7 separate regions of the Mus musculus genome follow, and all the other regions are linked to region 1. The links are chromatin contacts, called in public HiChIP or PLAC-seq and promoter capture Hi-C maps. All regions are on one chromosome and are shown on one strand. The core of a region is the stretch at or near the end of the contact, and the rest is flanking DNA. Distances in the headings are between cores, read along the strand shown.

Region 1 (4,080 bases), core at 753-3,252:
AGCAACAGACAGCAAATTCTTCTCTCTATGCCTCCCCCACAAGCCTCATCTCCATCTCCATCCTCATCCTTTCTAGGGCAGCATGTTTCATGATGGCTGCTATGAAGTTCCCCCTGTATCTGGCCTTTTCAGCCGATGTTTTTGTGTGTAGCTGGGCAGCATGCTTAGACTTGTCCCTTGGTGTTTCTTTATGGAGTTGCACAGCTCTGTGAAGTAGCATTTCCTACCAGGCCCCTCTCTTCCTGGGCACTTACTTCTGCCAGAGTTGATTGACATCAACAACAAACAAGAAAAAGGAGCAGATGGGAATGACTCTCCGGAAGACCTCAGACAACCACGATTAGTTAACAGGTAGAAGTCCAAAGAGTGGGCGATGGATGTCTTCCTACGTTCCAGTAACTCTTACCCTTTGTGTGCATCACGATATCTGCCACTGGCAGGCATGGTTGTGTGTAGGAGGCCTTCCCTTTCTTTCCTCATGGGGTTTCCCTGTAAAAGAGAAAAGGAAGCTGTAGTGGAAAGAAGATTTTTGTGTGGTGAGATTCCAACAGAGGAGTTAAGAGTGACCCCCTCCAAAGGTGAAGTCAGTGAATTCTGGAGGAGCCTGCCTTCTGGTTCTTATGTTCCAGCGACTAGCTGGAACTGAGGGGACTTCAAACCTGGAATCAAACAAAACCTGAAGGAATCAAGCCAGAAAGGCTATCAGGATTCATTGATCTTTTGGACTAATATGTGGTGGTCTCTGGCTCTCTTCGTCATAGGACAATGTGAGGTTCCAAGGTGATTAGCAATAAAATTCTTTAGAAAACCACGTCTTTGCATTTCCTTCTGGGGCTATTGAGAGAAGAGAGAAGGATAAGAGTGTAAGACATTGTTGTACACTCTCTGGAATGTACTGGGGGCCATGTCAATCTCAGGGAGGTTGCTTCTCCCAGCAATCTTGAAATAAGAAGCCTTGGTTCATAGGAATGTTTGAAACGGCGGGTACTTTGATTATCCTATAGAAAGGAGTGGAGAGAAGGAGAATCAGTCTAGGGAGAATCAGTCTTCAGAGAGGAGATTAGAGGATAACCAAGACTAAGTTAAACTTAGTCAAAAACTCTACACTTAAGATTTTGGATGCTCAGGAGCCTGCATCCTGAAAACCCTTACACACCTCTTTCCCCCTCTCCAGTGACTCTCATTCCCTCACACTGAGCCTTCTATTCATCCCTGTCACCCCCACCTGTTCTCACCACCCCCCTCCCCCAAGCATTCCGTAAACCCGCTAGACGCGTGCAACAACTAAGTATAATCAAGATAACCTATGTGTCAGTGACGTCGGAAGTTTCCTTCAAGAGAGGTCCTTTCAACTAAACATTAGGGGCTAGCTTGCACTTCAAGAGATGTGAGTCAGAGAGTTGATACTAGTCCAAGGCCTATGGGAAAGGTAAGGGAGATTCCATCAAGAATCAAGGCCAAAGCCGGGCGGTGGTGGCACATGCCTTTAATCCCTGATTTCTGAGTTTGAGGCCAGCCTGGTCTACAAAGTGAGTTCCAAGACAGCCAGGGCTACACAGAAAAATCCTGTCTCGAAAAACCAAAAAAAAAAAAAAAGAAGATTCAAGGCCGAAATCTTGTGGGAGACACCCTGTAAAAGCGAATCCCTGAACAATTCTTTGATGAACAAAACATGTCAGGGTGCTGGTGTCTGGGGAGGAGGCCACCTCTCTCCAATAACTTTAGCTGACATGTTATGATGGGTCCACAACCCAAGACAGGCCGTGGCTGGCACAAGTGACCGTTCTAGAGTGTGGCTGCAGGGACGAACGCATTGCCAACCAGGTACTGTGATCTCAGTAACGGGCTAATTCGCAATAGCCTTAGCTTCAGTTTCAGCTTCATGCTTGGACTTTGATAAAAGGTCCTTATTTGAGGTGTGACTTGGGCAAGCCGATCAAAGCAAGGAAGCTGTGAGCAAGCGGCGGGGCGGGGCACCCGCGGGGCGCACGCGCAGATGCCCTTAGAACCGGAAGCAGCCTTGGGTCGGGCATGGCGGCGGCTGCGGAGGGCGTCCCGGCGACGCGACGGGAGGAGCAGCCACCTCGAGGTACTACCCTGTGTGGATGGAGATGCGGCGGCTGATGGTGGGGAGGCTAGGTCCGGATGCAGGAGCCGGTGGACCTGTCTACCGCAGTCAGGGCACTGAGACGAAAGCCTAGCTCCTGAGCATGGGAACGGAGTTGGCGTTTCAGGTGGGCGGGTGCGAGGAGAAGGGACGGGATGGTGGCAGGAGGAGAACGAAGGCGGCGGGAGCCCAAGTCGGGAGGGACTTAGGAACCGTCCGCTTTGGCTGGATTAGGTCTGGGGATAGGACGTTTACTCCTCACCTCCCACCCACACCTTGCCAGATGATGCTGCGGTGGAGACAGCCGAGGAAGCAAAGGAGCCTGCCGAAGCTGACATCAATGAGCTCTGCCGGGACATGTTCTCCAAAATGGCCACATATTTGACTGGGGAACTGACAGGTGATACGCAACCCCTTCTGGCTGATCCCAGCTGTGTATTTGCATTTGACTTCACGGAAATCTGAATGGTGCTTTAGCAGCCTCTGGTCAGTCCATGGTTGAATGGGAGGAAAGGAGCCGCTCTCCCCCTTGTCTTTCCCCAGGGAAGCACACCAACCACTTTTGAAACACAAATCTGCAGGCCTCTTGTCATAAAGGCCAACAACAAGAATTCCACACTGTTAGTCCAGAAGTGCCCCGCCGGGGGAGAAGTATATTTTAAGCAGAGTTGTGAAGGAAATGGAAGGGGGGGGGTACGTGAAACAGTCCAGTTAGTAAAAGAGCTGGAGTAAGCAAGCATTTGATGAAACCTGAAGGTTAGTCTGAAGATTTGCTGACCCACCCGTGGGACACGGTTAGATTTTAGTTCAGTGTCCCTGCGTCTGCATCTGTGTCTGTGTCTGAGGCAGAGTCAGAAAGCAGAGGCTGGACCTTCTGGGGTGACATAAGAACTTATACTGTTTCACTGCTCTGTGAAAAAATTACTCTCTCTCTCTCTCTCTCTCTCTCTCTGTGTGTGTGTGTGTGTGTGGCTTAGAACGACTTTCGAGAGTTGGTCCTCTTCTTAGACCACGTAGGTCACGAGGACCACGCTCTGATCTTCAGGCTTGGTAGCAAGGGCCCTCTCACAGGCCCCACCCCAGGAAATTTTTCTGTGAGCCCAATTTGTGAACCAGGATCTATGAGGAAAGGTTTAGTAGAGAAGTTGGGGGGTTGTAAGTCGCAGATTTTCTCTGCCTGATCGTTCACTTATTTTTGAGCAAGAGAGACCAAGTAACAAAAATCCAGATATATGGGTTCTCCCCACAAATTCTGAAGTCTATCGTAACTTACTTAGTAGGGCTCTACTTGACCAGGGTTTTGCAGCCTTTTAAGAAGACTGGATAATCTGGTTTGTGTCACCACTGGCTGGTCCTTTAGTGTGATCTTGTGGCCTTTGCTGGTTAGCACTGTTCTTGTTCTCTTGTTTTTTTTTCCATTTGCTGTAGTTTAGAGATGGAGTTGTCTGACCCAGTGCCTCAGAACTAGTAGGGAGTGCTGGGCTGAGAGGGCGCACACTCCTCCGCACACTCCTCCGAAGAGGGAATGATGGTTTCCTTGTGTGTTTATTATATAAACACTTGTGTTACTCCACCCATACACATTCCTCTGCTGGCTTCCAAGTGTGTGGCCCTTGTTTTAGAGAGATTATGACTTGATGGCCTCGAGAACAACTGTGGAAGAGAGAAGAGGAACAGTTGTCCAGAAAGTATCGGGAATCTGAGGCAGAGTGAAGATAAGAAGAATGGAGAGTTTGGGCGTGAGCACAATGCAGATGTAGACTTTATCCGGTACTGAGCAGGCTAAGGTACTTGTTCGTGTGGGTAGGACCAACAACCAAAATAGGGAAGCTGACAAGAGGAACCGTGTTTCTGTGGGAAACGCAGCTCTGGCTCAGCTGTTTGTAGCCGTTACTGGAACACCCAAGTGGTAGTGCAGAACTGAGACTGATCGTTGCAGAGGAGCCACCTGTGAGGTGGCAGGGATGGAGACT
Region 2 (4,080 bases), core at 480-2,979, 440 kb after region 1:
AAAAAAAAAAAAAAAAAAAAAAGAAGAAAGTGCAAACTTGAGGATTAAATTTTAAAAATCAAATTTCTTCTCTTTGGTGGACTGCAACTAGAAGACATATAAAAACACCTCCTTTAAAAATGATTTTCTTTGATTGTGTGTATGTGTGTATGTGTGTAGTGTGTGTGTGTGTGTGTGTCTGTCTATCTGTCAGTGTGTATGTTTACCAGACATCAAAATGGGATATCTTCCTCAATCACCCTCCACCTTATATTTTAAAGGCAGGTCCCTCACCAATTCAGCTTGGTTGGCTACTCAGCAAGCTCCAGTCATTCCCCTGTCTCTGCCTCCCCAACTCTGGGATTACAGGTGTGTGTTGCCACACCTGGCTTTTTATGTGAGTGCTGAGGGATCTAACTCAGGTCCGCACGCTTGTGTGGCAAGTCCTTTACCAACTGAGCCATCTCCCCAGGCCCAAGGTCACCTTCTTTCAAAAACTGGGGCTAACTGGGCACAGTGGTGCATGCCTGTAATCTCAGAGAAGTAGCGGAGACAGGAGGATTGCCAGCCAGCAAGTTCTTGGGCTACACAGTGAGACCCTGTCTCAAAGACAGAAAAGAAGTGGTAGCAAATTATTACTTTGGGTGTGTCTGGGCCACATGAGAATATCAATACAGTGGTGTATTAAGGAAGAAAGAGAACTGCACAGTAATTGCAATAAAAGGAAAACCCAAAACAACAGTACCTCAGCCTGATCACTCCTTGAGTTAAGGTCTCCCCACACCTTAAAGTAATAACTTGTTTCACACTTAAATGTAAACTATCCATAACTCCTAGGGCTGTTTGTTCCAAAAGTGCAACTAGCTAATCAAAGGTCCGTTTGGAATCATTAAATACTAAGCAGGGTGCTCAGTACTGTTAAATCCAGATATGTGTGACCTCTAGATGCAGCCATGTGAAACAGATCACTCGTGCAGAATGTGCAAAAAGACCATGCAAGCTGGGCAGTGGTGGCGCACGCCTTTACTCCCAGCACTTGGGAGGTAGAGGGAGGCGGATTTCTGAGTTTGAGGCCAGCCTGGTCTACAGAGTGAGTTCCAGGACAGCCAGGGCTATACAGAGAAACCCTGTCTCAAAAAAAACAAAACAAACAAACAAAAAAAAGACCATGCAGCTGAACCAAGCCAATCCTTGAGGTGCACAGAGAAATCCCAAACACCTGCTGAGGAGCCCCAGCTCCGCCCCGCCCAGCCCCGCCCTGCCCCACCCCGCCCAGCCCCGCCCAGCCCCGCCCTGCCCCACCCCGCCCAGCCCCCCCGCTCAGTACCTTCCTGTTTCCCAGAGATCACTTCGGCCTGAGACTGTGAAAAGAGGAAGTCAAACTCCAACGGCAAATCTTTCACTAAATCTGCCAAGATAGCCAACTGTTGCCTGAGGAAGAGAAAAAAAGAAAAAGAAAAAAAAAAAATCCCCAAGTTAATTATTAACCACCTTTTCACCTGCCACCAAGGTGGCCCCTGAGGCTAGGGTAGAAAGAGTGCTTGAGCCCAGCAGCGGAGGGCTAGCCTGGGGAACATAGTGAGTCCCCATCTCTTAAGCAAAATGAAAACCTCTTCTCACAAACGCCTTCCGTTTAGTCTTGTTATGATGCCGCTCCATCTACCGCGTGCCCTTGTCTAACTCTGCGCCCTTTTGGTTCCTAGTTTGTCTTCAGAGGTTCAAACTGCATGCAAAGAGCAGGCTCCTATACAAAAGGCAACGCCCTTTAAATACTGCCTAGCTCAGCGTTGAGCGAGGAGCACATGGCTTCATACCTCTGGGAGAGGATGAGTAAGTCAGGAAATCACAGATCCACGGTCCATAAAATACAACTACATTATTCCTAACCACTGTGATAGCAAGACGTCAATTACAGAACACAAACTCGCCCTCAGAGCTTACACAATACAGACAATGCCTCGTGACTACACAGTCTATAATGGGAGTCCCACAGGCTTTGACATAATCTTTTATGTAAGCTAACGATTAACTTTTTAATCTCCTTTTCCACGTTTCAAGGGTTGACTTTTTTCTGTATAAAAACCTTATCATTTGAAAAACCCAGATGAGGTTCAAAACCCAAAGTTCGTAAGAATTTTCATTTCAAGGGTGTGACATTTGAAACTTAGTACCTATGTAGTACTTTTGTTTCTTCTGAGATTTTAAATGCTTCCCTGGGATTATTAGACAAAGTAAAAATAAATAAAGCAAAGGATAATAATGTGAGTCCAAGGAAAATGTTAGTTAAAAATGAGACCAGCAGTCATCTCAGATTTGTACTGGGTGTGTGTGCGAGTGTGTGTGTGTGTGCGAGTGTGTGTGTGTGTGTGTGTGTGTAAGCCAGGAGTTGGCACTGGTGTCTTTCTCAACTAGTCTCTTCCTTTCCAAAAACATTAGATTTACTCATTTTATGCGTGGTTTGCCTACTCGTATATATGTACCACATGCAAGCTTGGGCCTGTAGAAGTCAGAAGAGGACATCAGATCCCCTGGGGCTAAAGTTACAGATGTCTGTGAACCACTATGTGTGTGTCAGGAATAGAACCCAGGTCTTAAACAAGAACAACAAGTGCTCCTAACCAGTGAGCCACCTCTCCAGCCCTCTACACTAGCCTGGGTCTTTTCAGTGAACCTGGAACCTTCTGGTTTGGTTAGACTGGCTGCGGAACAGAGCAGAGCCCTGGGTTACAGAGAAGACTCTCTGTCCCGGCTTCTTTCCAAGCACTTTTATATTGAAATGTCCTACAGTTAAGAAAAAAAAAGAGTCTCACCAACATGACTTCCAAACCATGAACTGAGCAGGGGTAATACCAATGAGCATGCCAAAGCGGACAGGGAAAAGGCCACAGGTCTCAGCCCAACACAAAGGGGTACAGGCAACCAAGGGAAATGGAGAGCAGGAAAGGTGGTCTTCCGCAGGGAAGAGAACACCAGTTGGCTGTCCGATGCCAAATGGTCAGCCGAAATAATACTATTTATTTATGTACATAGATATTCCTAAAAATTACTCACTCAGTGTGTATAGTATTATTAAACATTATTATTATTAAACATATAATAACAGTGAAGGAGAAAAGAGGCCATGTATCTGAAGGAGAATAAGGAGATAGATATGGGTTTGGAAAAAAGAAAGGGAAGGGAGAAATGTTGTAATATTATAATCTCAAAATTTTTAAAGATATAACACTGTAAATAACTTTGTGCAATTGTTAAGGGTATTTCCATTCTAAGAGGGAAGTAGAAAGTTTCTGCTTGTAGGCAAAGTGCAAACAAATTCAAACGTGATCCAAGTGATTCATGAGCACTGCTCACAATGCTAATGAAATGGCAGCAGGGCCTTCGTCACACAAAGCAGGTTCATACGGGAACAGGCAGATAGGGATCAGCAACTAACTTGCCTTAGCTGCACCATGGTTTCATTAAGCCCAGAACGGACGGACGTGTGCATGCCGGGAAGGCGATCAGTAAAGAAAGACCATGCTCAAGAAATGCTCAACACAGAGAAGACGAACAGTCAGCGTCTGCACTCAGTCATCACAGAAGAACACAGTGGACCGACACTGGAGTCTGTTCCCATGGAAACAAACTTCCCTGACAGAGACAATGCTGGGCAGTGCCAGGAGATGTCTTGTCTACTTTGCCCCAGACACACACATGGTGGCTAAATCACCAACCAGGTTCCTGTGCCCAGCTCTGCTGGGTGGCTCTGCCAGTTTGCCCTTTACCCTGGTTTCCTCCCCCCAACCCCAGTGGCAAGTCCAGCACCCACTGACTTTGTGGCCCAGCACCCACTGACTTTGTGATCCAGCATCCTCACCTACTGCCACCTGTCCTCTTCACAGGGTTTCAAAACATCTTAAAGAACATGTAAATCACTGACTTCAAAAAACAAAAATGCTGGAGCTGCAAGTTGGCTCCGGGATTAAGAGTACTTGTCGCTCTCGCAGAGGACCTGAGTTCAGTTCCCAGCACCTACATGGTAGCTCATGGCCATTTGTAACTCCAGTCCCAGAGGATCTGATGCCCTCTTCTGAACAACTTGGGCACAAGGCACACCCGTGG
Region 3 (4,080 bases), core at 1,132-3,631, 420 kb before region 1:
ATTAGAGATCTCAGTAACTTGGAAAAACCTAGCTACAAGGAACCTCCTAGGTGGGCTCTCTCAGGGTAAGAGAGGCTGGCCCTGAATCCCTCATTCTTCGGCTTCCACTTCCTGAGTGCTACGATTACACACGTGCACCACCCTGCCAGGTATAACACACCTACTTACCAAAAAAAAAAAAAAAAAAAAAAAAAAAAAAAGTAAGCCACAAATCTAAACCATATGCCTATTACAACTGAGTTATAAAAGCTCAGAATCTCTCCTAGTATGCATGTAAGGTCACAGGACAACTTGTGAGAGCTGGTTCTCTTCTTCCACCATGGTGGTCTTGGAGATTAACTCCAGCTGTCGGGCTTGGCACTTAGCACATTTAGCCAATGAGCTACCTCATTGGCCCAGACCTTTAAAATCTATTCACTTAGTTACATTCTGATGCTAGGAAGCCAGAAAGAGAATCAAGATAGGAGGCTACAGAGTACTCCAGATATGGCCACCAAATGTGGGACAGTCATTCACTGTCAAGGACTCAGCGAAAGCAATTCTCCAGGGACAATTTTATAATGTGGGACTGACTGCTGTCTGGAACCTATATAACTGGGCGGTCCTCAGAAGTGGAAATAAAAACAAAAAGGAAGAATCACTCTTCCAAATGATTTTGGACCAATAGAACAGTGTATCAAGCAATGTGTTCTGACCTTCCCAAAGCTAGAGGATCCTGATACCCCCAACCCAAATCATAAAGGACGGCTCAACTTTTTGTCCCTAGCCAGAAAAGTATTTGAGAATCAAGACTGTCAATTTCAGGGCTAAATCCAACAAGCAATTATTGCCTTACTCTGTGCACATGCGTGTGCGTGTGTGTGTGTGTGTGTGTGTGTGTGCGCGCGCGCGCGTGCGCGCTTTAAATGTCAAAAGGGCTGCAGAGATGGTTCATCGGGTAACAGCTGCAGTAGGAGACTGGGACCCACATGGCTCGGTTCCCAGGACCCACTTGGCAGTTAACAACTATTTGTAACTCCTTTGCAGAGAATGGAATGCCTTCTGCCCTCTACAGGCATTAAATACACATGGTGTGCAAGGCAAACAGGTAAACACTTTAATCTCAGCACTCAAGGCAGAGGCAAGAGGATCTTATCGAGTTTGAGGCAAGCCTAGTCTATATGGCAAGTTCCAGCCAGTCCAGTTAAGAGCTCCAGAGTGAGTCCCTGCCCCGCCCCCCCCAAAACAATAGCAACTAAATACAAACACCTGCACACATAAAACACAATCTTTTTTTTTTTTTCAAGAAATCAAAAGATCTTAAGTAAAAATCTTCCATTTTGAGCTTGAAATTTTCGAACCCTGGGACAGCCCTCCCAAACAGAACCGCACAATGATTTAACTGGACATATGCTATCAGGCTAGTATAAGTTCCACATAGGCACGGTCAAAGCCTTTCTTTCGTCTGACTGACCCTGCAAAACAACTGTCACTCTAACTACCAAAGACAGGAAATTGGACTCACAGTTCAAGGCTAATGCTGCCCTCATCCACTAAGCTAAAAAGAACCATCAAGAACTCAAAGCGCAGAGCAGAATATTCACTCGTGGAACCCAGAGGCTTGGAGGTGCCAATCTCTTCTTACCCAACTCCACCACACCTTCAAACAAGTACAGGAAAGCGGATGCCCTGGTTCTACTGACGGGGCAACTTACCGCTCTTCTCCCCCGCGCTGCTGTATAGCTTGTAGTTTCTCAACGAACTCATGAAATTTAATTTCCTCCCTGTTGGACCTTGGCTTAAAGTTCTGGAAATTGCCCATCTTCTTCTCATCATAGTATAAGAACTTATGGGTGCTGGCACTGTACACAGAGAAATCTCCGTTGCCAATATTCTCTTGCAGGTATTCGAGGTCCCACTTCAGTGCAGGATACACAAGGTTTGTGTCGGTCAGCACCACTGGCTCCTAAGCAAAAACATCAAAAAAAAAAATCAATGAAGTAATTCCAAGGCGCTAATATGTTCTTCTCGACGATATCTGTACTTGTCAAATTCACAACAGTGTCTCCTGTCACTCTCTCCTGACGTAGCATCTCCCTTTCCCGCCTCTCAAGCCTCTGTCCACAATCTGATCAGTGTGCCACCTCTCCGCTAACCGGGTCCCTTCCTCCACCCCCTTCAGCAGCAGCCCCGCCCCCCACCTCATTTTCGATGAGCTCTTCCGCCCGAGGGTCACTCTGGCTCAGACGTGGGATGGGCCTGGTCGGAAAGCTGTAACTTCGTAGCTGGGACTCATCCCAGGCGGGACCCGGAGCTTCGGCTTCTTCCCGGGCCTCTCCAGAGCCAGAGGCCGCAACCTCGGCTGCCGTCGCCGCCATCTCTACTCTAGGGACGGCCCCGCCGGAAGTGAAAGCTCCGCCCTTTCCGGAAGCAACAACAACGAACACCATAGAGATGGACTGCAAGAGAAACCGATCGAGACCTTTTAAGTAGGTGGGCGCCTAGGTTGAAGGAGCGCTCCCTAGCGGTGACCTGCAGGACTACAGTCTAGGCTCCATAAGGCCGACTCGCTTAGTTCCTTAGAAAAGGGACAAACAAGCCCACGAAATATTGCTGCCTCCCTATGTTCAAGCCTACAGAGGCAAAGACGGAGGCAAGTGTAATTAAGCTTTAAGCTTTACTCTCTCGGGTGGGGAGAGAAGCCAACGCTTAGATCCACTTAAGAAATCACTAGAAAAATCAGTTAGCACATAGACCTTGGGTAAAGCTGTCCTGAAGGCTTAGACAGATGATTAAGGACAAACTGAATTCATTCAGAATCTAGAGAAGATCAAGGGCTTATAGTTCCAATTACTCCAGACGCTGAAGCAGGAAGACCACTTGAATCCAAGAGTTCAGAGCCAGTCTGAATAACACAGCAAACCACCATCCCTTTAAAAAAAAAAAAAAGTAATATAAAATCCATTTTTGTTCAGTATTATTTGATTTTTCTGCATATAGCACTATCTCACCTACTTAAATCTAATCTTGCAATGAGACCAATGTTATGCAACCACAGATATTCACATTTTCCAACAATACATACTGGTTATAAGAGAAGGTATTAATTGTTTTGTTTGCTTACTAGACTATTCTTTTTTTTTAAAAGATTTATTTAATATTATACATAAGTACACTGTAGCTGACTTCAGATGCACCAGAAGACAGCGTCAGATCTCACTATGGGTGGTTGCTGGGATTTGAACTCAGGAACTTTGGAAGAGCAGTCAGTGCTCTTACCCGCTGAGCAGTCTCGCCAGCCCTTACTGGACCATTCTAATGAATACCTACAGGAGGCCAAGATTGTCATCCCATGGTGTACATATCCTATTTAAGTCTCTCCCCTTAAAATGACAGTAGGAACTGCATCTATGACAGGGTGGTGTCCCTGTAGTTAGGTAACATTATATGGCAAATATGTAGTCAAAGTCCCTAACCAGTCAAATTTGAGGTCATCAAAATGGAGACTTATCTTGAGTAGGGCAGACATTATCTCTCTAGCCCTTTAAATCTGGAAACATTAGTTAGAGACAAAAGGCTTGGGGATTTGAATCCATAATACATGCTCTCTGGTTTGCCTTGAATATATATGTATATTCATATACACACACACATATATATGCATATATTTCAGAAAATGACAAGTGAATTCTTTACAAGCTGAGAAAGACTATTGGCTAATAGCCAACAAAAATATGGGAAGTGTAGCCCTATAAATTCAAGTAATTGAATTTGACCAATAACTGCTATGCTTATAAAAGGATTCAGAGCCTCAGATGTCATGGCATAGGCCTTGGTTTCACACTGGTGAGACCCTGAGCTGTGGACCTGACTAACCAGAACCAATACTCATGACAAATGTGAGATATTAAGTAGGTGTTGTTTGGGCTGCTAATTTTATGACTTGTTTAAAGAACACTAAAACAAAATTTAACTGAATATGCAGCAATAGAAATTAATACTTCTGTCTTAGTTATATACTTAAGCTACATAGTCACTATGATATAACAAGTTGATAACAGGGTTATCTCCATGAAGGGGTTTGGCAGCAGTCAAGATTTT
Region 4 (4,080 bases), core at 838-3,337, 400 kb before region 1:
TTTGGGAGCCATTCTTATTCAGACCATCACATCATTCAACTTAGATATGGGCTCCATTAGTGGATTATCTGGGCAGTTAAAAAGTGCAAAATTAGGGAGTGGAACTGAAAACGTTACTTTTTGAAGAATTCTTAGATTTATTGCGGGCTGCTGAGATGGCTCAGTTGGTAAAGATATGTGGTGAACACCTGATATCAATCTTTAGGCCCTACATGGTTGGAGGAGAAAATCCATTACTTCAAGGTGTCCTCTGACCTTTGCACATGTGCTATATATAGTGTGTGTGCATCCACACTTGCACACAGAATAAATGTCATTTTAAGAAGTTTTTTTTACAAAGATATACTCTTTAATCATCTCATTCTTAAATATTTATTTATTTATATGAATGTATATGGCTGTGTGCCACCAGGAAATGATGTTGGATATTCTGGGACTGGAGTTAGGCAGTTAGAAGCTGCAATGTGGGTGCTGGGACTTGAACCTTAGGACTTTAGTGCGATTTCTTTTGTGATGCTCCATCAGTGTGGTTGGTACTTCTGCTTTATTCCCTAATTTGGGAGTACTTTCCAAGGTTCAGCTGTGTGTGTGTGTGTGTGTGTGTGTGTGTGTGTGAGAGAGAGAGAGAGAGAGAGAGAGAGAGGAAGAGAGAGAATCTCCTGTAGCCCTGGGTGCCCTTGAACTTGCTGGGTAGCTTGGGTACCTGAAGATGACCTTGAACTTTTGACCCTCCACCCTGAAGCCACCACGACTACTGGTTTCTCTAGTGCTGGGAAATAAAACCAGGGTTTCAAGCCTTAGGGCAAGCAAGCACTCTCAGCCAATCCACACCTCTAGTTCCTAAGGCTCAGACCTTGTTCACTCCCCAACTCCACCCCCATCACCGGCTCACCTGTGATAGGACACTTAAAAAAAAAAAAAAGTTAAATGTTTAGTTGTAGCAAGAATGGTCCTGGCACAGATGGTGCCACACATGGGTGTCTATCTGGTTTCAGAACTGCCCATCAGATAATGGGCACCCCAGTTTCAGAGGTGACCCGGGTAGAACTCACCATGCATCAAGTGGCACTTTTGAACCAACTTGGGCATCTTCACCTGCCACAATTACCTCCACAGTTATCTCAACTTGAAAAGCATCTGTGATATCTTCACATTCTCTTTTCCTCTGCCTCAAGGTTTTAACTCTGTTATCAGCGACACCGGGTCTCCCTTGCTCTTGGGCCCCGGCTGTCTTGAATCCTTTCCTTTCTCAGTCAGGAGAGCCAGGGCAGCTCTCCTTCAGTCACCAGTATTAATCCTGACTTTCTTCACCGGTCCCTGGGCTGCTCTATTCCTCTTGTAATTGGGTCCCTGCCTTCCTCTCTTTTTTCTCCAAAGGGATCCATACTGCCAGATACAAAATACAATTGCCACTAGTGCCTCTGACCCAATAATTTTCAGTAATTCCCTGTTAACCGCAGAATTAATTGGTATTCCACAATTTATCTATCAGTACTTGTTCTTGATCAGTCTCTTTGACTTACTGTATGGGAAATGCCAGCATGCCCATTAGCTGCTTTGGCCCCCCTTTTTGCTGAAATATCACCTAGTGTTCTTTCAGCTCCAAGGAGTAATGCCCATGTCATGTGCCTGAAATCTTCCATGAAGTGCCTGGTTCACAGTTGTCTCTTTTTCCACACACAGCCGTTAATCAGTTTGTGGACACCCTCTACTAGTAGGCTCCAGTGTGCACCACTACTATTTACAACCTCGATTGCTTTTTAGCTAAATAGATCACACTGAGAGCTCATGGGCTTCCCTCACTTTAATAACTACATAATAAATTGAATTAGTGTTTTCCCTTTCTATACACAGGAGCCTGACTCAAATAGAATAGACTAGCATGTACTGGTGTGGGGGCTAGAACTGTGCAATCCCAGGGCAAGTGAGGCAGGCCCTGCTGGGAAACCTCTGCGCTATCGCTCTCGGTGCAGATTAGTGTTGAGGAGCTCAGCTAGGCGAGCAGAGGGAGTGGGTCGCCAGCTGTGGCCAGGGCAAATTGACTTTTGGCCCTCGGCAGCCGCCGTCCGCAGCGCGGTGCGCCCTTGGTTGGGACAGGACCGGCCCAGGCGGTCGCCTGTGACCCCTGACCTGGGCGCTCGGAACAGGTGGGTTTCCCCTGCGGGTCTGGGGTCCCGGAGCACCGCTCCTCCCACGGGAGGACGCCGGGGAGCTCGCCTTGACCACACCCGGGCTGCCACGCCTCTGGAGCACCAGTACGAATCCCCCCAGCTGGACCCGGTCCCGCTCCCCTTGCCACACAGTGTCCCCAACCCCGCCGAGGTCCAGCAGCGCTGCGCGCGCCTCCGACTGCCCCCCAAGCCTTGACTTGACCGGGCCCTCAGCCTGCACACTGTCGCGGTGCCCTGGCCAGTGGTAACTGACCGTCAAGCGCCTTGTATGGCAGTCAGCAGGCGAGAAGCCGTGTTGACCTTCTCCCTAAGGACTGGACTGCCAAGGGTCGTCCTCCCTGATAGTGGTTCCCCGACCCTATCAGCCCGCCACTGCTCTGGCTGTTCTGATCCTAACGAGGGTTTTTCTTATAAAATGATGCCTCAGAGCAAAGTGGATGAAAAGAGCATTTCTCAGCCGGGCGTGGTGGCGCACGCCTTTAATCCCAGCACTCGGGAGGCAGAAGCAGACGGATTTCTGAGTTCGAGGCCAGCCTGGTCTACAAAGTGAGTTCCAGGACAGCCAGGGCTATAAAGAGAAACCCTGTCTCGAAAAAAACCAAAAAAAAAAAAAAAAAAAAAAAGCATTTCTCCCGTCCTTCTGTCAATGGTTTAAGCACGTCATGAAAGCTTTGCTTAAATTAATATAATGGTTAAAAGCACGGGGTTTACATTGCGGCTTAGCCGGCTGTTTTCTATGTAAAACAAAGTAACAATTTATAGAAATTTCTAGTTGTGCCTGGCAAATGCGCTGTTGCTGGTCGCTGCGCTTCTGTACAGGATGGTTCTGACCAGCAGGTGGCACTGGTGACGAAATAGTGTAGTTCGCTGGTCACTGATAAAGCGGAGCTTCAGGAGTTTAGAAGCTCCCAGAAACAAGCTTAACTGACAGCCCCAAGCTTTTTTCAAGCTGGAAAGTACAATAGAGATTAAGTACTATTATCGCCTGCTTTTATAGGTGAGGCTGACCTGACTGGGTTGCTCAAGCAGGTCACAAATAGTTCTAAGTGTCCTTCTTTACCTTTCAGCCCTTTCGCTGGCCCGTGAGGATGAGACCTTGAGTATACATTAGAAGTGGAAATCACAGAGTTAAAATGAATGCGGTGTGGGGGCTTCACACTTGCCAAGTAGAGACAGGACGATCATTCTCAGTTACCTAGCAAGTTTGAGGCCAGTCTGGGCTACGGGAGACCATGCGCCCCCTCCCGCAAAAGGAAAGGGTCTGAAAAGATGGCTCTGTTGGTAAGAGCACCCGCTGGGTTCCCGGGGCGCTCACATTGTAGCTCACAGCCATCTGTAGCTCCAGTTCCAGGGGCTCCAACACTCTCTTCTGGCCTCTGAAGGCATTAGGTACCCGTGTGGTACACAGACATACATGCAGGCAACACACACACATATCTATGAATGTTATAATTTTAAATATATTAAGATAAGTTCTTACTTTGTATGTAGTCCACGCCAGGCTTGCCTGAACTTATGATTCTAATGCCTCAGCCTCTTGAATGCTTGGATCATAGATGTACATTATAGCTAGAAATATTTAATTATCCATTTCCCTTGGGAATTGGTACTCAGAGGACAGATGTGTGTCAATGACATAAATACAGGGTTCCCTGGCACAGATACAATATTTAAAACCAAGGGAATCAGGCAACGTCACTGAGAAATTACCTAGTTTGATGGTTATTGTCGGTAGAACTGTAGTAACCAATGTTGATTAAAGACCTTGGGAGTTTAGATAATCAGTTTTAGCCATTGGGTAAGCGAACTGTCAGATGAGCTTGTTTTTCTCATTCTGTTTTTTGCTGGACTACTTCATCTTGTAGAGAAGAGAGACCATCTCTGTGTCCACAGACGCTCCCTGGATCAC
Region 5 (4,080 bases), core at 899-3,398, 380 kb before region 1:
CCTACTTCTTGGCCCTTGGTGTCAGCAATTTGGTGAGAAGCTAGCTTTGGGCACTGTTCCTGTGCACCCTCTGCCAGTGTCTTCTCAACCCTGCGTTTAGATCCCAGGGCCACGAAGGTTACACTTGGCATCAGTCTCCTCACCAGGGCAGTGCCCCAGTCTCCTCAGGATGTGGAGACCAGGGCAGTGCCGGTGGCACTCTCCTTGTGGTGTGTTTTTCAGTATTTCATGCAACCACTCAGAGTTCCCTTCAGCTCCCTGTACAGCTCAGATGCAAAGAGATGATCCAGGTGGACACAGGCGATGTGTAAGGTGCCCTGATTTGCAAGCTGCTCGGATAGAAAAGCCAACTGTCGGTTTCAGAGACCCCACAGGGCACCCCGTCCAGTGCCCAGAGTCTGTGAAGCCAGAAACCTGACATGGTGTTCATATAGGTTATTTATGATTTACCCAGTTCCAGGCCAGGTGCAATAACCAATCATTACAGGAAGTACCACCTCTAAACTGCCAACGTTTACTCTCACTGGGTTACTAAGGTAAACTAAGTTAGGAAGTCAACTGAAGGTACAGTTCTCATGTCAATATGGCAAAGGGTTGTGATAATACTGTCCACAGCCCAGCAAAAACCAGTGAGGAAGAAAGGTAAAAGGTGGGATCACCGTTTCGAGGGTACTTTGATGGTCCATGGGGCTGTATGTGAGGGTATACTGGTACGGGTATCCATCACGGTAAGGGAGAATGGTCATTTACATTCATTTGATGGAAATGTTTCTGTATTTGTGGTTCTTTAGGTGACCTTAGAGCAGGATTCCAGGCCGAAGTTCCTTGGGCTGTTAGGTTACAGCAGAGAGGAACTTCAGAAGAAGGTGAGTATAACCCTACAGAACCCCGCAGAACCCACAGAACCCCACAGAACCCTAAAAAACCCCGCAGAACCCCACAGAACCCCACAGAACCCTACAGAACCCTGCAGAACCCCACTAGGGCCTCTGCCCCGGGACACCTAGCCTCAATCCATCACCAATGTGTGTTTTACCTCCTGGAATTAGGCCTTTCTCTGGAAAAGTGGGTGAAGGATCTTGGAGAGTTTGGGGTGGGTGAATGGGGCGCATCAGACACTTGTGGGGGCCTGGCTGGCACTCACAAGGGTCTCCACACAGGTGGACACTTGCCTGAAGAGTGACTCAAAATCACAGGAAAGCCCTCAGCTTGAGGCGGTTGACCTCAAAAGTGACAGAGCACACAGCCCTTGCGCCCAGGTATGGTTGGAGTCCGGGGAGCCTGACTCCTGGGAGCACAGGAGACATGCCTTCTAGGGAACAGTCTCCATGCTGGTCCTTTCGCTTGTTCTCAGTAAGCTTCCCGGGAAGGCTTTGCTCACTTGGAGCCAGAGTAGAACACAGAACCCACAGGATGCTTCCCAAATGGACCTGTGCATTCTTTCTGTTTTATATACTAGGACACAAATGGTAGCGCTCTTGCCTAGAGCATGCTGTCTGTGTTCTGGCTTCAGTTCCTACACAGTCACACCTGCCCCTCTGTGTACAGGCCTCCAAACACACTGCCAAGGAAGCCTCTGAGTCCTCAGCCTTCTTTGATGAGCTGATACCTCAGAACATGACTCCCTGGGAGATCCCCACCACAGAAGGTACCTTGGTCCTGGGAGAGAGGAGATCACTGCACAGGAGCAGATGGGCCCAGAGTTTTTGGTCTTAAGAGTCGCTTATTCTCCCTTGCCTCCCCCCACCTAAAATGTCAAATACTGGTGGGTCTTTTCCAGCTAGTGGGTGCTGTGCTCAGTCTAGTGACTGGGCCCTTCTCTGGATGGCCTTCTGCCAAGGGCTTTTTTCTGTTCCTTAGTTTTCTTGTTAAAAAACAAAACGGTGACCTTGCCCGCGTCCTGTTTGTGATCCTGCACACAAGGTCCTCCCTGATTTGAATCCTGTTTTAGAAAGTTTCAGTTGGACCAGGGCATCCTTGGGACACTACATTTTGTTGCCCAGAAGTGAAACTTGGGGGTTTTGTGGAACCAGGCTGCCTAAGTTAGAGACAGTTTGCTTCCAACATGTGCCTCCCATACACCGCAGAGGAAGCCTTCACTTCTCAGCCGTCTTTGAAGAGCTGGAGCCAGAGGGGGAAGCTCTGTGTTCTTGGGCAGGAAGTGAGTATGTGAGGGCCAGTGAGTGAGGAGGTGATGTGCTGTCTGCAGACACTGATGGACTCCTGAGCCAGGCTCTGCTGCTCGGGGAACTGCGGTCTGCTGTGGAGCTGTGTTTGAAGGAGGAACGCTTTGCTGATGCCATCATCCTGGCTCAGGCTGGGGATGCAGAGCTGCTCAAGTGGACACAAGAACGCTACCTAGCCAAGAGGAGAACCAAAACCTCCTCGGTACTGCCCGTCACCCAGGAGAAGAAGGGAGGGGATGGCTTGGACCTGGGCAGGTAGAGGCCCGTCCCTTGGGACTGGTGTGTGAAATCTACCTGTCTCTCTACTCTAACGACCTCTACTTCATTGCTAGCCATGCTGAGCATTCTAACATGAGAGGCTCTGTTGGAACATCCCTGCTGACTGTGCTGGACAGAAGGCTGAGGGTCTCTCCCTTTCCGCCCAGTACAGCTTCTAGCCTGTGTTGTAAAGAAGAATTGGAAGGACCTAGTATGTGCCTGTAGGCTGAAGAACTGGAGAGAGGCGCTGGCCTTGCTACTGACGTATTCAGGGCCAGAGAAGTTCCCTGAGCTCTGTGGTAGGTGTGACTCCAGCATGTGCCAACATATTTATGCAAAGTGGAGGCAGAGGGTGGGCTCTGGAAGAAAGGGCTCAGCCAGGAGAGGGACTGTAGCTTCTTGTTTCTTGGAGGCATCGCATAAGTTCTGTCTTATTTCTCTGTCACATGGCAAATTCTTTGACTGTTTCAATAGAGTAAGTTTAGCTTAAAAGATTTATCTTTTATTTTTATTTACGTATTATGAGTATTTTGCCTGCATATATATATATAAGCGAATGTACCATGTGCATGTCTGGGTCCCATTGAAGGAGGAATTAGACAGAATCATTGGAACTGAAGTTATAGTTAGGTGTGAGCTGCTGAGTGGGTTCTGGGAATCGAACCCAGGTCCTCTGTAAGAATGGGATGTGCTCTTTATCATGTGGCCATCTCTCTCCCCTGAGTTGTCTTAAAGCCAGTGAAGACACTTGTCTGAGAGATCACAGTCTTCCACTTGTTTCCAAATGTGCAGGAGGAGTAGCGTAGGGAAGCTGTGCTGGTAAACATGTCTGCATCTCTCCACAGACATGCTGGGAACTCGAATGGAGCAGGAGGGAGGCAGGGCACTCACCTCTGAAGCCAGACTCTGCTACGTGTGCTCAGGGAGTGTGGAGCGGCTGGTAGAGAGCTGGGCAAAATTCCAGCAAGCCTCGAGCCCCATGGCTCTGCAGGTACCTCTCCTCTCCAGAGTTCTGGCCACTAGTGGTAGGGTTGTTCAGATCAGAGAGGTGGGACATCTAGGTTAGCTAGAACCAAGTTTTAGGGAAGAGCAGAGGGCCCTCCGTGCCTAATGTCAGGAAGAAACCACCTTACTCCCTCAGGATGCCTAGGTTGGCTATGAGCCTTCAGAAAATGTTGCCATTCAAAGACTCAGCACACAAGTCAATCCAGTATTTGAGAATTTCAGTGAAACATTCTATGGACCTCAACTGTATCAGGTGTTCTGTGGGTAATCAGAGAAGGTGGAGTCATAGGCTTTCGGGGAGAACAGAGTCTCATATGAAACAATTCAGTCTGGTTGATGACGTACACACAGGAAGGGATAAAGAGGTACCAAGAAGAGACAGATGCATAGAAATCCAAGGCCTGGATGCAGTCCATTGGTCCCAACCTTAATAGCTTAAGGAGTGAGGCCTCCTCCATCATGTCTCTTTCATGTGACTGTCTGTTGCCTTCAACGACATGTTGATGGTCCTGGGATGAGCCACCGGGACAGAGCAAGGTGTGCATGGAAAAGGTGGATCACCTTCATCCTTGTTCCTGCAGGAGCTAATGGAGCAGGTGACAGTCCTCAGCAGGAGCCTGGAGCTCCTTCA
Region 6 (4,080 bases), core at 591-3,090, 330 kb before region 1:
GAAGGTTGAGGTAACAGGCCTGTGCCACCACGACCAGCTTCAGTGAAGATGTTTATGAATGAAGGGACGTCATGATCAAAAGCATTTATGGACGAGGTTAACTTGCATTGGCGCGGTCTTGGGATCGATTCCTGCCATGCCTCGCTCCTTGACCCAGGATAAAATAAAGATTGGAGTAAGAGTGAGACAGGAAAATCACCGAGAAAACTCTTGCACTGCACAGATCAGAAATAATAAGGATCTAGATTAGAATGGTGTAGCTGGAACTGCACAGGGAGTAATGGGTCGGCCCACAGAATGCCGTGGAACCAATGAGTGTTAGTCAGAGGGATGGAAGTATTCAAGGATGGATGCCAGAGATGCTGAGTCTGAATGCCAGGCGCCATCACAAGGAAGTAAGATGCGGAAAGAGAGCCGACTCAAGGATAAAAGAAGTAGGATAGATTGTTTCACAACTACACAGATATATAGCACTTAAAATGGCTAAGGTGATACAAAGGACATTGTGTTTTTTTATGAAGAAAAGAAAGACGCAGAAGTTGAGGAATTGTGTGGTAACATTGGGCTGTTCTGTTAGCAACTGCAGGCTGGAGGGAAGAAGGCCATAGTTGTGAGTTTTCCCGTATATTACAGGAACAAGTGCAGACCATTTGGCTTAAGTCCTGCTATGGAAAAGTGCCTAGTGACCCTGTGCGCTTGTCCAAGAGCCTTGAGTCTCCAGAGGTCGGACACTTCTTGGCTTTCTTTTCTTCATGGGATGTTGGTGCTGAGGCCAAGCAGCTGTCTTCAGAACAGGGCATAAAACCCCATGCGCATTGTGGGTTCACGGGAGTGGAGGGCATTGAAGAGAGCAGCATTGAAGAGATAGCAGTAAGGCTGTTCTCACTGCTGGGAAGAGCTGACACTTGCTAGACACCATGGGCAGCCTGGGTGCTCAGTAGAGACCAGGATCACATTTAAGGCTTACAGCAGCCTCGGAGGCAGGCAGGTGACTGTCTCCGTTTGCTGTCAGGAACAGGAAACATTAGGAGACATTTTAAATCATCCCACAGCGAGGAAAATGTTAATTCAGGACACAAACCCAGATCTGACTGATGCTGAGGACAGCCAGGTCCTGTCCTGTTTCCCTCCCTAGGACGCTCTCAGTACACTGAAGAAAGGGGACACTGCAGCTTGGTTCTTGGAATCCATGACAAGGTGGGTCACAGGGCCACTCACTAAATGGGCTTCAGGAAACTGAGCAGGCTGCCCTGGGCATGCAGATCCCTAGAGCATACAGCAGAATTCTGTTCATTGTTACTGAACTAAGAAAAGGGAGTTCACGGAGTCCCACAAGGGCCAAGCCCCTTAAGATTGCCTCTGCTCTCTTATTTCTTTGTAAACCACACAACAACAACATCTGGTGAGATCTGAGGGAATGGTGACCGAATGTCTCCCCACATTTAGGAGTCAGACTTTCCTGGGAAGCAATCTGGAAGTCTGTAAGAGATTTCCCTTGGCGATTGTGTTGGAAGCCAGGTTTGGGAACTTTTGGAAGCATCCCAAGAAAGGGGTGTTGAGAGTTGGGGTGGCTTTCCTCATGGAAAGGACCAGATGAGGAGGATTCTAAGGAAAGCCAGTGGACATAAATAGCCTGCCAGCTTCTTTCTGTGATCTCCCCCTTTTCCTACCTCCCTGTTTATGCCTTTTTATGCCTGGTTCCTGCAGTCATGAAGTTTTCCTGCCCCTTGCAGGGAGGACAGTAACACTCGGAACAGCAGCGCCGCACAGTGGAAAGGAACAAACACTACAGCGCCAAGCACGTCGCAGGATGGCACTTTAGTAGATCCAGAGGCTGCAGGTGCCCACGTGTCCTGCAGGGGGCAGCACGTCCCTACATGTCTACGTAGGGACTGTCTGGAGGTCATGGGTGCCTGAGGAGAACTCCATGGAAAGGACATGGGGTTGGAGATCTGTGTCTGAAACCTCAGTCATCCACGTTGTGAAACTAGAATAAACTGGAAGAGACTAAGTGCTGAGGCGGGAGCTAGCCTTGTCTTGAAGTTGAACTTAATTGACTGTCATGGTTGGTGTTCTGGGTGGCTTTCTAAATACAAGTCTGACAGACACTTCTTCGAGAGAATTCTTTTTTAATATGTACATGGGTCAGACATTACTTGACACATTAGGCTTCTCTTTTAGTGATATTTCAACACTGTGACAGGTAGGTTTGTGTTGGTAGGACAGTGTTGGGTCACAATAGTACTGGTTTTGTTGTTTTGTTGTTGTTGAGGGTATTTGTCTAAGGCTTATTATTGCCTTTATTGATTTGTATGTGTGTGAAGACACATTTGCTTATGAGTACCAAGTGCATGCATGTGCCCACAGAAGCCAGAATGCTCACATACCCTGGGACTAGAGTTACAGTTGTAGCTGCTTATGAGTGTGGGAACGGAACACCATTCGTCTTCAAGAGCAGTAATACACTTAACCATTGGGCCATCTCTCCAGCTCCAGTAAGGTTTCTCTCCTCTCCCCCTCTCCCTCCTTAATGTAGCTCTGGCGGTCCCAGGGACTTACTATGTAGACCAGGCTAGCCTTGAACTCTGAGACACACCTACCTCTGCTGGAATTAAAGGCAAGCACCACCACATCTGGTTTAATTACACATGTTTTAATTGGTCCCCACCTGGTAAAATTCTTTCCTCTCCCATTTTACATTTCTGATGGTTGCTCCTGGACACACTCTTATCAATGGCACGATTAGTGACTCAGCGAAATCAATACACCCAGAATGACTATATAATAGAGAATATATAAATGTCTACTCAACTACTTGGTTGGGTTTTTTTTAATTAATTAAAGACACTTCAATGCTGCATAGTATTTGTATATCTTTATACAGCACAACTGGTAATTTATGGCAGTTCAATGCATACAATGTATAATAATCAATCGGGATAGTAAACATTTCCTTCTCTTCAAACATGAGTTATCCTTTAAAGTTATTATTAAATTACTTTATTTACTCTGTGAGTGTGTGTGTGGGCAGTGTAATAGGCATGGCACATACGTAGAGATCAGAGGATAATGTGGGAGTTGGTTCTCTCCTTCCATTGTGTGTGACCTGAGGGTCAAATTCAGGTCACTGGTCATAAATAGCGAGTGCGACCACCCACTGAGCATCTGGCTGGCCCAAACGCTGGTTATTTTTATATGTTGGAAATGTTATCCTTGAGTCAATATGATTCCATCCTATAAAAGATTAACTTAATAGTTTCCGAGAACACTGTATTTGAACTTTTTGTGTCTGGCTTATTGCATCTGACACAATGACCTCCGGTTCCACCTGTGTTGCTGCAAGTCACAGGTCTTCATTCTTGTTTGTGGCTGACTAATACACCATTGCATACACCACATTTCAAACTCTACCCATCCTCTGAAAGGCGTGTGGGTGATTTCACACTTTTATCATTGTGAACAGCGCCGTAATCACCATGGGAGCACAAGTGTCTTTTGGGGGTAACAATGCCACCATCTTTGAACTTATACCAGTTGTGGGGTCACTGATGCCTATGGCTTCTATATTCAGTTTTGTGAGAAATTTCTAGATTGTTTTTATGACTGTTAGAGTTACTGTTCCCTTTAACAACTGTCTTATTGGTTTTTTTGAAGGGGAAGGTTTGTTTTGTTGTGTTGTCTCTTTGATAACAGCCATCCTAACTGGGTGAGGGGAAAGTTCACTGGTTTTTAAGATTTATTTTTATTATTTTTTTAGGTATGTGTATTTATTTCACCTATGTGCATGCATATGTGTTTGTGTATGCTCTCTGTTCCCCCATCCCTCTCTCTCTCTCTCTCTCTCTCTCTCTCTCTCTCTCTCTCTGCGTGTGTGTGTGTGTGTGTGTGTGTGTGTGTGTGTGTGTGTTGTAGGCATTTGCAGAGGCTAGACTGGGAGAGGGGTATCAGATACCCTGCCTGGCGCTAGTTACAGGGAGTTGTAAACTGCATAAAGTGATTGCTGGGAATTGAACCTGGGTCCTCTGGAAGAGCAGCAAGTACTCTTAACCACTGAGCTGTCTCTCCAGTCCCTGATGTTCA
Region 7 (4,080 bases), core at 481-2,980, 270 kb after region 1:
CTTTGTAAGTTAGCTCCCATGTGGTTGGAATTGGTAAGTGTTCTCTTGGGAGTTTTAGAGTCTGGTGTTAGTGAGTTTCTCTTGTCAGTTTGCCACTAACAAGATCTAAGCTACTTGGGAATAAGAAGAACCTGTCACTTTGAATCTGGGTGCTGTCAGCCTATGCCTTTGAAAAGGATCTCTGTGAGTTCGAGGCCAGCCTGGTACGCAAATCCGAGTTCCAGCACAACCAAGGCCACACAGAAAAACCTCAAAAAAAACCCAAAAACCAAACAACAACAAGCCAAAAACAAAAAACTAAACCAAAAGCCTAGACAAGTACCACAAAGTCTGGCCACAAAGAGAATTTAAAACAAGCAATTTAGTTTAAAGGATTTTCTTGCAAGGCTGGCGGTAAGAAAGCACCTGTCTATCCTGGGCCAGTCCCTGGGCTCCGTTCCCAGCACAGCAATAAACAGGCTGTGTGTACGGTGCAGCTGATTTCTGAACGAAACCTTAGACTGTGGTGGATGAGAAGGATGTGTGAAATGTTGCCACGCGTCGTGACATAAAGTTCAAGCAAGATACTAGCTATTGTTGGCTGTTGTTTTTAAATGTATTGAATAATACAATTTATAGAAAGATTGTCGTGGTACCAGGAACTCCCTGTGCACTCATGGTTGGTCGGCTGGTTTTCCCAGGCAGGGTTTCTCTGTGTAGCTCTAATTGCCCTGGAACTCACTCTGTAGAGTGGCCTCCAACTCAGAGATTCACCTGTATCTGCCTCCTGAGCGAGTGCTGGAGTTAAAGGTGTGTGCCCTCACTGCCTGGCTTCCCCGTGCGCTGTTAAGTTTAACATCTTCATCCTTTCTCTCTCTAGTTTTTTCTAAGAGTTTATTGCGTGCATTATGTGCCTGGTAGGGGTAAAACTCAGGGCCTGGCACAAGCAAACTATCAGCAGTAAGAGTGGGTATTTATTGTGAGACCAGAAAGGGGCCGCTCCTGCAGGAGATTTTACCTTGATCTAGTCACTTATCTAATCTACAGCCGCTCTCCAGCCCTGCCCAACGCTGGGTTTAGAACTTTTCTTCTTCGACACAGCAGGGACTGGCCAGTCATAGTTGAACACTGTCCTCGGAATTCCTTTTCCCATGACAGTGACCTTTTGAAGAATATACATTCTCAATTTGAGTTTGATGTTTCCTCAAGACTCATTTCAGAACCAACATTTGTGACTGGGATACTGCAGAAGGGGTGTGTGATGTTTCCAGGCCTATTTGGAAGCCATATTTGCCCCTTACTGGTGACCCTGATTTTGATTCCTGGGTCAAGGTATCCTTTCTCAGCTGTGTAGGCATGTTTTGTTGTTGTTTGTTTTGTTTTTGGAATGAACATGTAATGTATAATAATGTAAAACTATGCAAATATCCTGATCACCTCAATACCACCATTATTACCAGCATCATCAACTGATGAGTTGGGTATGTTTGTTTGTTTGTTTGGTTGGTTGGTTAGTTTTGGCCTGAAATTCTCTGGCTGGGGTCAGAGGCAGGCATACCACACCTATCCTCTACTGGTAATTTGCTTGAAAAGATGCTCTTAAAAAAAAAAAATCTTGTCATTTTTCTGGATCTTGCAGTTTGACTTCCACTCAGAGAGAGACTTCTTCCCTGTCATGTGTGCTAAGGGTGTGGGCTCCCAGTTCCTGTTTGATTCACTGGATTATAATGCATTGGAGCTGACTTAATTTTGATACTGAAGTTGTCCTGGTTGGGCAGGCTGCCCTTCCCTGGCTGCCTTGTCTTTGTTAAGATCTCCCTCTCCCCCTCCCCCTGTGCCTCTGCCAGGACCTCCTTGCTTGGCAATGCAAGATGTCTCCCGCCCCCATTTGTAAACACTGACATTCCTAACTTCTTAGGATTAGGGGCAGCAGAAAAGATTTTTGGAGAATCCAGTCTGCTGAAAAGCCAGCCGCATGTACTGTTTCTGTGGCTTTGAATTGTGCCCAGACAGCATACTGTATTGACTTAGCAAATTTGTCAATTTTTAAATCAGTCTTAGAATGTGAAGGAAACTCGGCGGAGACCACTCCACAGCCATCTTCTGTTTGTTTTTATTTCAGTTTCTTAAATGACCAAACGTTTTCTCATTTCTTTATGCGCCTTCTCCTATGCATCCAAGTACCAGGAGCTGTAAGTGCTAATGAGAAGAATTGTTTTTCTTCTTCAGGAAACATCCCGTTATGGCTAGCCCTGGGTAGACTGGAACTTGCTCTCTAGACCGGGCTGTCCTTCAGGCTCCCAGAGATCTCCCTCCCCCCAAGTTGGCACTGTTATGTGTTCCTCATAATATTTCTTTTTTTTTAAATATTAAGTTGTTCTGCCTGTAATAATTTTCTCATATTGCTTAAAACATTTTATCACATTTATTTATGTGCTTTGTGTGTGCATGTGTGTGGCAAGCATGTGCCACAGTAGCAAGCATGTAGAGTTCTGAAGACAACATAAGGGAGTCAGGTCTCTCCCTTCTACCCTGTGGATCCCAAGGAAGAAACTCCGGGCCTCAGGCTTAGCAGCAAGTGGGTTTACCTGTCGAGCCATCTCACTGCCCCAGATTAATATTCCTAACGTGCTGTATCAATGTCCTCACTCCCCAGCTTGGTAGCTTTGCTGCAGAGCCTATAGAGCAGGTTTTATATCTGATTAAATAAAATCAGTTCTCGATAAGGCTGGTCTTCCTTTCGACTTTACAGACAGCTAGCAGGCCGCGCATTGTTAGGTGGTCAAGCTTCTCTCGAGGACAAGATGAAAAGGATCCTGCATACTTGGGAGGATATCCCTGTGGAGAGAGTTTGCAGAGTGTTTACAGTGTTTACAGTGGACGCTTGATCTCCTGGCTGTCCTCTGTAGGGAAAGCCCCGGCCCACCTAGAACACTGCTTCCTGGTTCAAAGTGCTGGAGAGCCCTCCTTTCACACAGCTGCTGACCGTCCTCCTTCCCCTTCCAGACATGACGCTCCTCTCTTCCCAGTCTTCATCCCTGGCGGCCCCCTTTGGGTCTGTGTCCACTGAAAACCCAGAGCAGAGGATGCTGGAGAAGAGAGCCAAGGTGGTGGCGGAGCTTTTGCAGACGGAGAGAGACTACATCCGGGATCTGGAGATGTGCATTGAGAGGGTCATGGTGCCCCTGCAGCAGGCACAGGTAGGAGATGGGAGGCAGCCCGACCCTTTACACCCGAAGTGTTGGGGTTGGAATGAGGCTGTCTTCTACTGCAGTACCATAATTACAGACTGAGCGGCTCAGTGGTAAGGGAATAAAGAACCACAGAAAGCGAGGACAGACTTACCTTGGCACAGTTTCAGGTTTTGGCCTGTGGTTGGTTGGCGCTGCTGCATTTGAACCTGTGGCGCTGCGAATCGCAGCAGTGCGGTATAGAACAGAGCCGCTCCATCCTGGCAACCGGAAGCTGAGTGAGAAGGGGCGGGGCCTCAGCTAGCTCCTTAGAGATGTGCTTTCCTCCAAGTAGTCCCCATCTGCTGAAAGACCCATTTCCTGGTAACCCCAGGTCTTTAACACGTGAACTCTAGGGGGACACTCTGGAGCCAGACTACAACTTAGGGACAAAGGATGACACTAGAGATGGTTCTGGATGCCTTTGTTCTAGAAACAAGGCAGAAGTTAGGCAGATGACCTTGGAGAGATGTTCCTAATGTGAGTGATGTCATTAACTTCATCTCCCTGCATCTTGACGCTCTGTTCCTCTCGCTCAGGTACCAAACGTTGATTTTGAAGGACTTTTTGGAAATATGCAAACAGTGATTAAAGTCTCAAAGCAATTGTTGGCGGCCTTGGAAATCAGCGATGCTGTAGGTATGAGCTCATGCGATTGTTTGGTCCCAGGTATGGTGGAAGAAGGGGGCCCTTCCGAGGTGATATAATAGGGAAATGACATTTTACCTGGTGCAAAGGTTGCGACCTCCCTGTTTTCTCTTTTACCTCAGTCAGCTTTGATGTTGCTATCAACACAGTATGATGTTTTCAGACAGGAGGGTTATGAAATCAACTTAGTGGGCCACAGTCACTATTTTTCAATAAGATAAAT

The links. Promoter capture Hi-C pulls out the DNA fragments that hold promoters and counts their contacts. HiChIP or PLAC-seq counts read pairs in DNA pulled down with a chosen protein or histone mark.
Region 2: a contact with region 1 is called in an HNF4G HiChIP or PLAC-seq map of pancreatic cancer cells. The contact joins the enhancer-like site here to the promoter of Bloc1s2 in region 1. A contact is called at or near these places in 2 of 39 promoter capture datasets (the 3T3-L1 cell line and hippocampal neurons), 3 of 115 datasets of contacts at active chromatin or transcription factors (bone marrow-derived macrophages, embryonic midbrain and pancreatic cancer cells) and 1 of 9 other capture datasets (embryonic stem cells).
Region 3: a contact with region 1 is called in a promoter capture Hi-C map of embryonic stem cells, with 4 times the contacts expected there. The contact joins the promoter of Hif1an here to the promoter of Bloc1s2 in region 1. A contact is called at or near these places in 13 of 39 promoter capture datasets (the C10 cell line, the HPC-7 cell line, cranial neural crest and 9 more), 1 of 15 datasets of contacts at CTCF or cohesin (the NIH/3T3 cell line), 6 of 484 Hi-C or Micro-C datasets (CD4 T cells, CD8 T cells, double positive thymocytes and 3 more), 25 of 115 datasets of contacts at active chromatin or transcription factors (the 230-238 cell line, the NIH/3T3 cell line, the SCID.adh cell line and 17 more) and 4 of 9 other capture datasets (adipose tissue, embryonic stem cells, liver and 1 more).
Region 4: a promoter capture Hi-C map of the SN4741 cell line shows a contact between it and region 1, with 4 times the contacts expected there. The contact joins the promoter of Sec31b here to the promoter of Bloc1s2 in region 1. A contact is called at or near these places in 24 of 39 promoter capture datasets (the 3T3-L1 cell line, 3T3-L1-derived adipocytes, the C10 cell line and 16 more), 1 of 15 datasets of contacts at CTCF or cohesin (the NIH/3T3 cell line), 23 of 484 Hi-C or Micro-C datasets (the C3H10T1/2 cell line, CD4 T cells, CD8 T cells and 16 more), 17 of 115 datasets of contacts at active chromatin or transcription factors (the 230-238 cell line, the NIH/3T3 cell line, the SCID.adh cell line and 11 more) and 3 of 9 other capture datasets (adipose tissue, liver and pancreatic islet).
Region 5: a contact with region 1 is called in an H3K27ac HiChIP or PLAC-seq map of T-cell acute lymphoblastic leukemia, with 8 times the contacts expected there. The contact joins the enhancer-like site here to the promoter of Bloc1s2 in region 1. A contact is called at or near these places in 2 of 39 promoter capture datasets (cranial neural crest and embryonic stem cells), 12 of 484 Hi-C or Micro-C datasets (the G1E-ER4 cell line, the N1E-115 cell line, adipose-derived mesenchymal stem cells and 5 more), 3 of 115 datasets of contacts at active chromatin or transcription factors (T-cell acute lymphoblastic leukemia, embryonic forebrain and forebrain) and 1 of 9 other capture datasets (embryonic stem cells).
Region 6: a promoter capture Hi-C map of the 3T3-L1 cell line shows a contact between it and region 1, with 4 times the contacts expected there. The contact joins the enhancer-like site here to the promoter of Bloc1s2 in region 1. A contact is called at or near these places in 14 of 39 promoter capture datasets (the 3T3-L1 cell line, the C10 cell line, the SN4741 cell line and 8 more), 2 of 15 datasets of contacts at CTCF or cohesin (the NIH/3T3 cell line and large pre-B cells), 3 of 484 Hi-C or Micro-C datasets (3T3-L1-derived adipocytes, nephron progenitors and pre-B cells), 2 of 115 datasets of contacts at active chromatin or transcription factors (embryonic stem cells and pancreatic cancer cells) and 1 of 9 other capture datasets (embryonic stem cells).
Region 7: a contact with region 1 is called in a FOXA1 HiChIP or PLAC-seq map of pancreatic cancer cells. The contact joins the enhancer-like site here to the promoter of Bloc1s2 in region 1. A contact is called at or near these places in 3 of 39 promoter capture datasets (the 3T3-L1 cell line, cranial neural crest and hippocampal neurons), 1 of 115 datasets of contacts at active chromatin or transcription factors (pancreatic cancer cells) and 2 of 9 other capture datasets (adipose tissue and macrophages).

Annotation. Positions count from the first base shown.
Region 1 is chr19:44,144,368-44,148,447 of GRCm38.p6, reverse strand. Bloc1s2 (biogenesis of lysosomal organelles complex-1, subunit 2) reads left to right here and starts at 2,002. Exons shown (of 5, transcript NM_028607.1): 1 at 2,002-2,089; 2 at 2,391-2,507. The coding sequence starts at 2,032. Pkd2l1 (polycystic kidney disease 2-like 1) reads left to right here. Exons shown (of 15, transcript NM_181422.3): 15 at 1-811.
Region 2 is chr19:43,709,065-43,713,144 of GRCm38.p6, reverse strand. It overlaps Entpd7 (ectonucleoside triphosphate diphosphohydrolase 7), which reads right to left. Exons shown (of 13, transcript NM_053103.5): 6 at 1,307-1,410. Among named protein-coding and RNA genes, the nearest start is that of Entpd7, 21 kb to the right of the region's middle. Within about 2 kb of position 1,729, at least 125 of the 459 cell types and tissues checked have an H3K27ac peak or open chromatin away from gene starts, as enhancers often do. A contact at or near this core is called in bone marrow-derived macrophages and pancreatic cancer cells, where this site is marked.
Region 3 is chr19:44,561,155-44,565,234 of GRCm38.p6, reverse strand. Hif1an (hypoxia-inducible factor 1, alpha subunit inhibitor) reads right to left here and starts at 2,381. Exons shown (of 8, transcript NM_176958.3): 1 at 2,181-2,381; 2 at 1,695-1,945. The coding sequence starts at 2,357.
Region 4 is chr19:44,543,855-44,547,934 of GRCm38.p6, reverse strand. It overlaps Sec31b (Sec31 homolog B (S. cerevisiae)), which reads left to right and starts at 2,087. Exons shown (of 26, transcript NM_001033343.1): 1 at 2,087-2,147.
Region 5 is chr19:44,523,784-44,527,863 of GRCm38.p6, reverse strand. Sec31b (Sec31 homolog B (S. cerevisiae)) reads left to right here. Exons shown (of 26, transcript NM_001033343.1): 12 at 792-866; 13 at 1,161-1,259; 14 at 1,549-1,648; 15 at 2,210-2,388; 16 at 2,617-2,743; 17 at 3,290-3,435; 18 at 4,031-4,080. Among named protein-coding and RNA genes, the nearest start is that of Sec31b, 20 kb to the left of the region's middle. Within about 2 kb of position 2,148, at least 21 of the 459 cell types and tissues checked have an H3K27ac peak or open chromatin away from gene starts, as enhancers often do. A contact at or near this core is called in T-cell acute lymphoblastic leukemia, where this site is marked.
Region 6 is chr19:44,472,096-44,476,175 of GRCm38.p6, reverse strand. No RefSeq gene overlaps it. Among named protein-coding and RNA genes, the nearest start is that of Wnt8b, 19 kb to the left of the region's middle. Within about 2 kb of position 1,840, at least 25 of the 459 cell types and tissues checked have an H3K27ac peak or open chromatin away from gene starts, as enhancers often do. A contact at or near this core is called in 3T3-L1-derived adipocytes, where this site is marked.
Region 7 is chr19:43,873,926-43,878,005 of GRCm38.p6, reverse strand. Dnmbp (dynamin binding protein) reads left to right here. Exons shown (of 16, transcript NM_028029.4): 5 at 2,986-3,179; 6 at 3,749-3,878. Among named protein-coding and RNA genes, the nearest start is that of Gm24400, 19 kb to the right of the region's middle. Within about 2 kb of position 1,730, at least 42 of the 459 cell types and tissues checked have an H3K27ac peak or open chromatin away from gene starts, as enhancers often do. A contact at or near this core is called in pancreatic cancer cells, where this site is marked.